2 separate regions of the Arachis hypogaea genome follow, and region 1 is linked to region 2. Evidence: chromatin contacts called from public Hi-C data. All regions are on one chromosome and are shown on one strand. Each heading gives the region's core, a stretch centred on a gene start, on an enhancer-like site or on the middle of the called end of the contact. The rest is flanking DNA. Distances are from core to core; before and after follow the strand shown.

The links. Hi-C and Micro-C count contacts between places; a contact is called where the count stands out from the background.
Region 1: a contact with region 2 is called in a Hi-C map of an unstated tissue, with 2.5 times the contacts expected there. The contact joins the enhancer-like site here to the promoter of LOC112722623 in region 2. A contact is called at or near these places in 5 of 8 Hi-C or Micro-C datasets (leaf and an unstated tissue).

What each region holds. Positions count from the first base shown.
Region 1 is chr11:130,416,379-130,419,078 of arahy.Tifrunner.gnm2.J5K5, reverse strand. No RefSeq gene overlaps it. Among protein-coding and RNA genes, the nearest start is that of LOC112725946, 31 kb to the left of the region's middle. Within about 2 kb of position 1,303, at least 3 of the 3 cell types and tissues checked have open chromatin away from gene starts, as enhancers often do.
Region 2 is chr11:130,345,957-130,348,656 of arahy.Tifrunner.gnm2.J5K5, reverse strand. It overlaps LOC112722623 (dof zinc finger protein DOF5.4), which reads left to right and starts at 1,360. Exons shown (of 1, transcript XM_025773717.3): 1 at 1,360-2,700. The coding sequence starts at 1,623. The coding sequence ends at 2,573.

The DNA.
Region 1 (2,700 bases), core at 54-2,553, 70 kb before region 2:
TCAACATCCACTTAAAACATATTTTTATATAAATATATAACATAAACATATATAGAGTGCGAGTTGGTCGAGTAGGTTGAAACTTAACCCGCACACTACCCGATCCGCACGAAAATCCTACCCGCTGCGGATCGGATTGACAACCCTATCTGATCGGGTGGAATCGGGTTGAGAATCCGCATGTAGGGTACATATTGCCACCCCTAGTCATAGACTCATACTCTTAACCCATAACAGTATATTCGAAAAATAATTAAAACATTTTTTTATAATATAAAAATCATGTTTAAGAGTAAAAACAAAAATTTTAATAAATATTATCTAAATATTTTCTTCTTATTTTTTGTGACGCAATTAAGTATGTAAGTAATAAAGGAGTTATCCACATAAAAATATCTTTATATAAAAAAAATTGATTATATTAAATAAGTTAATAATTAGAATAATTATGTTTATATAAAAAATATCGTAAGTGGAATAAACGTATTTGAATAGATAGAGATGTGGACAAGTACCGGTAGACCTAAATGGAGGAGACCCCCCTGGCCTTTCCCCGTCATGACCGTCCCATGTGCATGTGAACATGTTCCCATCAAATTACCTCTTCACTCATCACTTCCCAACAACGCTTTCACTCGATTTTGTTCCACTCCATCTCCATGCATGCCAACCCCTTTTCAAATTCACTCTTAACTCGCTAGATTAAGAATTAATTTATAGCATATTTAAATTTTATTTAAAAATTTATTATTAATTAATAAATTATTATATATATAAAATAAAATTCAAATTTTCTAATACTTATTTAAATAGACTAATTTAAATTGATGATCACAAATCATGATGTTATTACATTCATTTGACCAATCACCTAATTCAAATAAATAAGAAAACGTTCCACTCCATTTTAATTTCATTTAAGTGTTTGCCTCCCCACACAACTGGACTTTCAAAATTGAGCTTTCAATTTATTTATTGCTAATTAATTATTAGGACCTAATAATAATAATAATAATCAAACAATAATAGAGTAGTCGTGATTTTTAGGTGCGTGTGTCTCTTATGCACTTTGTCAAAGAGGGTCGCAATACACACACACCCACTTTTGTCTGTGTAGGGCAAAAACACATTACACACACGACCCTGTTAAATTGCATATGATACTATATTATATTATATTTGGCTATTTCATTTGCATTAAAATGTAAATAAGAATGGGGGGTGAAAATGACAAGGACATAGTCAATGGACGGTTCTATAGATAAACCAATCATATCATACAGCTAGCTAGCTAGGCTAGACTAGGCTGCTAGTGTTTGAAGAGGTAGGTCCTGCACACGTTACACAATCAACGCTTGAATCACACGCTCATCTAAACCCAACAATTATTGAAATAAATAGCCAAGCATTATTGGTAAGCTATGCTAGAGATATAATAAGGACTCTACTGCATGCTCTTATGTTTGTCATCGTTCAAATATGCCAACATAACTACTTTATTCATATATGTATATATCAAGTTTGAGAAAACCGTTTTGATTATTGAACCAGTTGAATTAAAGATTCAAAATTTTAAAATTTTAATTGGATATAATCAAATATATATATTTATAAAAAAAATCATTTTTATATTTTATTATTTTAAAATAATTAACTATTTAAAATCCTCTCGATTTAATCAATTTACCAATTTTTTGATCCATTCTTTTTAGCTTTTTTACTAATTTTTTATCTGAATCAAATTGATCCAATGATTGGTTTCGAATCAATTCGGCTAAATTAATAAATTCAATTCGGTTCTCATAATTTTAGTGTATATATATATATAAACACGCTAATTTTTAAAATAACATGACATATATAAATGATATAGGATATTAGCGTAGTTAAGATTTATATGGTATTTAGGTATTTGTAAATATCAAGATATCAATCTTTAAATGGTTAATATTTGTGTTTTCAAATTTCATTGTTAATTAACAGGTGATTATTCATATAATTATATAAAGTGATCTTTTATATAAAAATAATAATCGAAAATTATCGTTATTTGAACGTGTTATCATGCCTTATAATAAGCACATTATATTCAGTGAGAGAATTGACTTAATTATGTTACAAACATGCCCCTTCTAAGCTTTAAAGTTTGAGAAACTATATTAACTCAATACTCCATTAAACTTAATTATTTATTTACTTAATGAGACCGCAACAAATAAAATTATATATTAGGCAAAAGTTAATCACTACGGATTAGGTGCAAGACTTTATTTAGAGGGGGACCAAATAATATGAGTTAGATTAATTGAGAAGGGTGGTGAGGTAGTAGTGATGTGGAATAATTTGGGGAAACATTGGTACTGTATCAAGCTTGCCTTTGATATCAAGTTGATTTGGCCACTTTTAATCAGTTATCGTTAGGGAAAATCCATTCATTATGTGTAAAAATGTTTTTGTAATTAAATTTAATTAAGTTGACATCCGTCCAACAAAAAATATTTGCATACGTTATCGTTTTTTTTTTTTTTGTGCTTTTAATTAAATTTAATTAAGTTGACATAAGTCTAACAAAAAATATGTGTATATATTATCGTTTTTTTTATTTACTTTTTTTAATACAGGAATTTTTATTATAGAAAATACAAAATTTATTGATATAGTATAAAATATTTGTATATAACACAAAAATTATTATACAAA
Region 2 (2,700 bases), core at 111-2,610:
GTTTATGTTCATTACAACTTATAGTTACAACAAAGGTACTTTCTTAATTATTTTAAGTTCAAAGCATTATTTTCAAATTTTAATCATCATAAGAGTAACGGAGTATTTTGATAACATAGGAACCAAATGAGAAAGCAAGTTTATGATTCAATTTGTCTTGATGCATTTGAGAATAATTCGAAATGGATATTGGAAGATTCACCACCATTTTTAACTCCTGAAGAAGTTGATGCTTTACAAAATGATCTTGCAAATATGTCTCTTCAATTACCTTTAGATGATTTAGGTATTTTTTTATTTATTTATGAATTATGATCAACTATGATTTTGGTATGCTTTATAATATATTTTATATTACTTTTGATCTTGATTTGTGAAACGTTATCTATAATGCTAGATCAATTGGATTTAGAAAATGATCGGAATGATGATAGGGCTAATAATTCTATGAAAAATGCAAATCAAAATAAAACCAATCAGGATGTAGCTCCACATTTGTCAAACGAATAACAATACCCCGACTTTGAAATTACTCCTTGGATATAGTTCATAGATTGTTATTCTTATTGTGTCTAATTAAGATACTATTGTAGTAGTACTAACTAATTTCATGTTTATCTTTGTATTAGTTATCTTTAGAATTTGAGACTTGGTTGTTCTTAAAATGGTGAAGATATGGATTTGAACTTTTTAAAATTTTTTACTATTTTTTATTTACGTGGAACCGGTTTTATCGATTCAACCAGTGATTTATCGATTGAACTAGTAAACTAGTAACCTGACTAGTTTGATCACCGGTTCGATTCTTACGACTATGCTTCTACCTTTAAGTACTAATTATATACTAAAAATTTAGATTATTGATATTATTTTAATTGTATTTTTTATAATAATACACATATCTCGTTTACACTACAAACGAAATAATTATGAATGTATCTCATTTATATAGTAAGAGATATGTGTTTTTTATTTCAAACTCCAAATATCTCATTTACAAACAAAGTAAGCTAAATTATGTAAATTGATAAATATGTTATAAATTACATATTTTGATAAATAAAATAATTAAATTATTTATTTAAAAAAAATCCTAAATAAATCCATCACTGAAATATCGATCATTTACTTTATTAAATTTATCTGTACGGAAGGTGCATGAGCTGCATGTAAAATCTGTTACAGCAACTGTTCCACGCTGGCAGCTCGAATTCCAAGAAGGCAGCCAGTCCATTACGGGCACCTGCGACAGTGGAGGATATTTTCGGCATTTAAGAAACTAGTCCCCAGTCCCAGTGGCTGAAATGGTAGTTCAGCCAACATTAAAGGGTTTGTTGGTCAATTCCCCTCTTCAAATTAAAAAAAAATAAAAATAAAAATCCAAAGAGATGAAAGAGCATTACATGGATATTTGTCAGTCACCAGACTCATAATCAAAATCACAACACAAACCACTCCTTCCTTTTCTTTTATTTTCTTCTCCAATCTCCACTCACTGTTCCACATGCACAAGTTAACCCACTGACACACTCCAAATTCTTCTCCCAAACAAAACCTCACTTCCTTCTTCAATTCCCTTATTATATTTATTACTTTCTTCTTCTTCTTTTTCCAACGCCCAAATGCAGGAGATACATTCAATGGGAGGCACCAGGTTCTTCGGCGCCGCTGCTGACAGGAGGCTCAGGCCACACCACCACCACCCTCACCAGAACACCGCCACCAACTGCCACCAGCAGCAAGCACTTAAATGTCCCCGTTGTGATTCACTCAACACCAAGTTCTGTTACTACAACAACTACAACCTCTCCCAGCCACGCCACTTCTGCAAGAACTGCCGCCGCTACTGGACCAAAGGCGGCGTCCTCCGCAACGTCCCTGTCGGTGGCGGTTGCCGCAAGTCCAAGCGTTCCAACGACAACAAGACCGCCAAAACCAGCAAAAATAATAATAGTAATAATAATAGCGCCACCGCAACTTCCTCCGCGGAAACGCCGCCGCAAACGACGTCGTCTCAGGCTCCACCGACGGACCAGAACTCCAATTCTCACTCCAGCAGTGAGAGCTCTAACCTCACCGCGGCGGCGGCGGCGGCGACCATCGGCACGACGGAGCTTAACTCTGATTCTTCCAAGTTGTTGATCCACGAGAATAACAACAACAACGCTTCCTCGAACCCTAATTTGGAGAGCGGTATTTTCTCTGAGATAGGGACGCTGACGAGCTTGATGGTTTCTTCCTCTTCGAACAACGATGCATTGGCGTTTGGATTTGGAGGTGGTGGTGTTGTTCCTGATGCGACGTCGTTTCAGTGGCATCAGCAGCAGAAGTTGCCGGAGAATCTGAACGGTAGTGGTGGGAGCTTGCTGGATCATCATGGACACGGTAGTACTGTAACCGTTGATTTGTCGGCACTTCCGAGCAAGACGGGAAACGGTGGATTTGGACCGTTGGATTGGCAAGCTGGTGTGGATCAAGGTTTGTTTGATCTCCCCAACTCCGTTGATCATGCTTACTGGAGTCAAACTCAATGGCCTGATCACGATAATTCTAATCTCTTTCATCTCCCCTGAGAATGCCTAAACAAATTAAATATCCTCTCAAAATCTCACCTCTTTTTTTTTTAATTTTATTTTTAAATATAACTCTTATTTTTATAACGTGCAAAGTAAATTTGGAATCAAAACTAAAGTTAGAAGA